2 separate regions of the Ovis aries genome follow, and region 1 is linked to region 2. Evidence: chromatin contacts called from public Hi-C data. All regions are on one chromosome and are shown on one strand. Each heading gives the region's core, a stretch centred on a gene start, on an enhancer-like site or on the middle of the called end of the contact. The rest is flanking DNA. Distances are from core to core; before and after follow the strand shown. Region 1 holds the start of NEO1 (neogenin 1). Region 2 holds the start of ADPGK (ADP dependent glucokinase).

Region 1 (2,700 bases), core at 2-2,501, 300 kb before region 2:
GATAACTATATTTAAATATTGCCACTTGAAAACAACGTGCATATACTTAAAATCGGATACTTAGACAATTCCCTAGGTTAACAGCCCGATAACAGGCTATAAATATTGTTGTAATCCCCAGGAAAGACGAGGTATTTTCATAACGGAAACACTAACAGATATAATCACTTGGAGCTGTTCTCCAAGGCGCTCTCATCGTTAAGTCAACACCACCAGTTACGGGGGGTGAGTCGTATCCCTCGGACACCCTGGCTCTTCCGCTGCCTCGGGGCTGCAAATCCCGCACGAGGAGTCCCTGGAGATCAACCAGCGCTTCCCTGGGACTTCAGCTGGGAAATCCCTGGCCAGGGAATGCGGAGTTCAGGCCGCCCCCCCCCCTTTCCTGAAATTAATGAATTGGCCATACGATTGTTTATTTAATGAGGTGTGTAGTGGCCTCTACTGGTGCTTGTGTGAGCACAAGAATGTCCCACTCTTACAAGTGGGATGAGCCTTGGGGGAGGGGAGGGAGGCGAGGGGTGAACCTGCCTCCGGGTACAAAGCGCACAACTAGACCCAGGAGCCCCCGATGCGCCCCCACCGCCGCCCCTCTCCTGGCGGCGCCCCAGGCTGCCCACTTCACTCTCCACCCTGCGCGATCCCCTTTCTCCTCCGCAACCCGAGACGAGACAGAGAAGTTCCTGCACGTTTCCTCCTGGATCCTAAACAAAAACACCGCAGCCGCCGCCGGTGCCGGTACCGCGCCCCCGCCCCCACCCCGAGCCTCCCGGGTCGGCGCCCCGCGGCCGCCGCTTACCTGAGGACTGCGGCGGGGAGCCGCTCCTGGCGGCCGCGACGCCTGGCGCCCGGCGCCCGAGCAGCAGCAGGCAGCAGAGCCAGAAGAAGGAGGTGCTGAGGAGTCGCCAGGCTCCCGGCTCCGCCGCCATCTCTTCCCGGCAAGCGGCAGCGGCGGCGGCAGCACCGCGGAGCCCTCGCCTCCTTCCCTCCCGCGCGCCTCAGCCGGTCCCTCGCTGCAGGCTTGGCTCCCGCGGCGGCCGCCGCCGCTGCTCCAGCCCGACCCGGCCCGGCCCGCGCGGCCCCTCTCGCGGGAGGGGAGACTCGGGGGCGCCTCCCTCCTGCAGGGAGGCGGAGAGGGGAGGAGAGCGGAGAGGGGGGAGTCAGTACATTCCGGGGCTGGGGGGTGGGGGGGCTGGGTCCGTCTCTAGGTTCCAGGCGCCGCCACCCGCCGCCGACTCCGGCTCCACACACACCAGCGCGAGGGGGGCGGAGACCGCGGGCGGCAGGGGTGGGGGGCGGGGACCCCGGGCGCGCACCCCCGCGCACGCGCAGGCGCGCGTCTCCCTCGCCCGTACCCTCGGCTCCGCGCGCGGCCCGCCCCCGCTGCAATCCCGGCTGCCGCCTCGCGGCCGCGGCGACAGGCCCATTCCCCTCCCCCTTCTCCCCGGAGCCGCGGACGGGCGCGGGGAGCGCGCGCCGAGAGCTGCTGCTGGCGTCAGGGAAACCCCGGAGAAGCGGATCATCCTCCTCCTCCTCCTCCTCCTGCTCCACCTCCTCCTCCACTTGGCCTCCTCGCACCCGGGAGAAACACACCCCTTCTCTTCTCGCCGCCCGCCTCACCTCCCCAGACGCCTCTGGCTGCGGAGACCAGAGGATGAGAGGCGCTCCGAGCCCGGGCTTGTCCAGGAGGCCGGAGCGGGTGCGCACCTCTTTCAGCCTGGGCCCGGCGCCTCTATATAGGGCCTCAGAGGAAACCAAATGGCCTCCGGGAGGAAACCTGGGTGCGCAGAGGGTCGGCGCGGGGATTTATGTGCCAGCCAAAAACAATAGCGATCCCGCCCGGCTCTTGCTGGGACCTGGCGCGGCCCACCGCGCCGCCGCTGACCTCCTGCTTCCCGGCCGGGCTGCCCTCGCCGCGAGCTTCCCCGGGACAGTGCCAGGTCCGCCCGGACCGCGGGGCCCGCGCCCCCACCCGCGGCTCTCGGCCGGGGTCCAGGGAAGCGGAGCGCAAACAAAGGTGCCGGTGTCCGCTCCACCAGCCGGTGCGGGGGCCTGGGCGGAACCCCATGACCCCCTTTGGGCCGATCCGCGGGCTGTACCTGAGACCTTTTACCTCTACCTTTGCGGGCCACCTCGCGTTTTCGTACCAGGAAATCACATCTCTTCGCTGGTGAACCGGGAGCTGGAGCGTTGTGATTTTAAACCACTTAGTAATCGTGAGGTAGAACCAGGCCACCCAAAGTTAGGAGAAAGCAGTTTGTCCTTACACGGCTGATGAGATTACTGAAAATCGTACAGGTTGCACCCATGGAAAATATTTTGAGAAAAAAAAAATTTTGTGTGGTTATGCACTTGGAGAGTCATGTTTGATTGTTAATATGAGTTAACAATTATTCTGTATACGGTATACTCAGTAATCAAAATGTGTTGCTTTCCACAAGTAGATGGCTAGTTCTCTGCCTTCCATAGCCCTCTGTGCCATCTCGTAATTACTTTCTCCCTTTATTTTCTTTTATTCTGAAGTGACAAAGCAGTGTAAGCTTTGCGGTAACATTGGAAGGGATAAGCTCAGAATCCTTGTAAAACCTCTCAAATCATCAAAACAGTGGAATCAGAAACCCTTCGAAACAATTGACTCTTAAAAGAGCAAACACAGGCTTATTGTTTTCCACTAGGGAAACAATCTAAATATCTTTTTGTTTT
Region 2 (2,700 bases), core at 174-2,673:
CTTGCAGGTCCACAACCCAAACCAAGTAGCTACAGACTCTCGACTCTTGGCTCAAATTCTCAGTGGAGAGACGTGCTCTCTGGCCAGTCAGTGAATTCACTGCTTTTGAATTATGTGCTGGTTCAGTCACTTACAGGGTGGTAGGAAAACCTGCTCACTGGGGGTCATGTGGGGGAGCAGTTTCTCTGGGAACTAACTGGCATGTCTCCCTGAGGTGAGAGAAGGGGCAGGTAACTCTAGTGAAGACAGCTTCACACAGATCTCACTGGCTCCTTTCTTTTCTGTAATAGCCCAGATCGCTTCCTGTGTGAACATCTCCTTTGAAAGGGATGCTATGGTCAGGTGGGCTGGGTGGGGTGAGACAGGGAGGGGATGAGACCAGGATGGGGAAATGCTGGGGGAAATGAAGCCAAATGCCCAAGATCAAAGCTAGAGAAATCAAGAACCACTGCCAAGTCCAAAGGTCAGGAGCAGAGTGGAAAATCGGACGCAGAGCCAAGGTCAGGAGCCAGCAGAACTGGAAAAGTGGAAACCATCCAGGAATAAGACCAGGCCCTGGCAAGACTACTGCTGAGAATGAGCTGGCAGCAAGCCTAGCTTCACTGACTCTCAACCAAGGCTCACACACAGAAGAGTCATAGTGAAGACAGAGTCTGCTGGGTTTAAGTCATGTTACCAAGGGAGAAGAGGAGAAACCAGAGTTTCTTAACGCAGGTCCAGAACCCCTTGTGTTGTACACAAGATTGTGTGCATTTGTGAATGTTCTGAGGTTGTTAAAGGGAACAGCGCCCCCAAAGGGTTATTTTAAGGTTCGAAGCTGATCATCCAGCGAGGACAATCCCTCCCGACTCCCCTGTCTCGGCAAACGCCCCCAAGCAGCTGCAGGTTTCGGTCACCCTCCAAAGGGACAGAATCCCCCTGCCACTCTTGTCCTCAAGGGCTCACAAGCAGCGCTGCTGCCATCATATTCCTCCGGGGAGCGCCAAGCCCCGGGTCTGAAAGAGGGTGAGTTTAGCTAACAATGGAGGATGGACAGACGGGCAGAGGGACCGATTAAAACAGGGGGAGTGTGATTTATGCCCCTCTGAGGAACTGCGGGTTCAGCTCAAATGGGAACACCGACAGGCTCAAAGACTGACATGAGGTTTACCCGCTTCTTCAGAATCGGTCTGGTTTATCCTACTAGGAAAACAAACGGATCCTTGCCTCTCTATTTTTGGGTACGGATGGAGTTCTGGGAAAAGGTACAGCGCCCGGACAGGCATTATGGCCTTTGTCCAACCTCCCTCAGACACTCAAAACCGCGCGCGCCCCCAAGAGCTAAGATTCCGACCAAGGAAGAGGAGTCTCCGCCCCTCTCCACCGCCCCGCCGCGCCCCGCCCAGCCGAGGGACCACGACGCGCCGGCGTGACGTGGCGCGCGAGTCTGCGTCGGCGCGTGCTGAGCCCGGAAGAGGCGCGGGCCGGGCCAGGAGGTGTTCTCCGCCGCTTCCACGCCTCTGTCTCCATGGCGCTGTGGCGCGGCTCCGCGTACGCTGGCTTCCTGGCGCTCGCGGTGGGCTGCGTCTTCCTGCTGGAGCCGCAGCTGCCGGGGTCGGCCCTGCGCTCGCTGTGGAGTTCGCTGCAGCTGGGGCCCGCGCCCGCGCCCCCAGGAGCGGGCTCCCCTGAGGGCCGGCTGGCAGCCGCCTGGGACGCGCTCATCGTGCGGCCGGCCCGGCGTTGGCGCCGCGTGGCCGTGGGGTGAGTGCCTGCGGGGCCTGCCTCTCTGGGTGTCTCCAGGAGGTGCGGGCGCTCTGGGCCTCTGGGGGCCTCCTTGGCGGAGGTCAGACGGCTTGGGAGCTGGGCGGTAGAGCCGGCGTGGAAACAGGTTCCTAGAGGTCCCCCGGAGGGCCCTTGGTGCTGGTGTCCACACTGCCTGCCTGGCTGGAAGCGTCGCACGTCTGGGACGAGCCCCAGTTGTCACTGCTACCGGGGCTCACCAGACTGCTTTTTCCTCTCTGCTGGCTCCTGCGCCTTCCTCGTCTCTGTAGGACCAACCCCTGTTAAGTCGCTTCAGTCGTGTCCGACTCTGTGTGACCCCATAGACGGCAGCCCACCTTGCTCCCCCGTCCCTAGGATTCTCCAGACAAGAACACTGGAGTGGGTTGCCATTTCCTTCTCCAGTGCATGAAAGTGAAAAGTGAAAGTGAAGTCGCTCAGTCGTGTCCGACCCTTAGCAACCCCATGGACTGCAGCCCACCAGGCTCCTCTGTCCATGGGATTTTCCAGGCAAGAGTACTGGAGTGGGGTGCCATTGCCTTCTCCGGGACCAGCCCCTAGAACCAGCCTAATAGCCTCTTGGAAATCCCGCTTACTCAGTAAAGTTCAAGTCGCTTTCATTCCAATCTCTGCTCTTCTGGCGGTTACTGCTTTGCAGTCAGAAATGCTTGGTCTTTCCATTTCAGTGGCACCCTCCTGCTTCTGAACTACTTGAAGGTGTGGTCGCTGTCTTTAGCTGCTGAGTTTCTTTCTTTATGCCTTGTTTTCGCTTCCTTAATGCCATAGTCTGGAGACCACCACTCTACTGAAACTTCTCTCTCAAAGCTTATCTAAGCCTTGTGGGTTTTCATAATCAGCTTCCACTTTTAGTTTTCACTGTCAGCTCTCTGCAGCCTTCCACGCATTAAGCATGCCTTCTCCTTGAAACTCTTTTCTTCCCCA

What was found. A called contact is a pair of places that touch in the nucleus more often than the background predicts.
Region 1: a Hi-C map of tail adipose tissue shows a contact between it and region 2, with 2.9 times the contacts expected there. The contact joins the promoter of NEO1 here to the promoter of ADPGK in region 2. A contact is called at or near these places in 2 of 16 Hi-C or Micro-C datasets (muscle and tail adipose tissue).

What each region holds. Positions count from the first base shown.
Region 1 is chr7:19,711,578-19,714,277 of ARS-UI_Ramb_v3.0, reverse strand. It overlaps NEO1 (neogenin 1), which reads right to left and starts at 1,251. Exons shown (of 26, transcript XM_060418926.1): 1 at 797-1,251. The coding sequence starts at 926.
Region 2 is chr7:19,411,961-19,414,660 of ARS-UI_Ramb_v3.0, reverse strand. ADPGK (ADP dependent glucokinase) reads left to right here and starts at 1,423. Exons shown (of 7, transcript XM_027971563.3): 1 at 1,423-1,740. The coding sequence starts at 1,508.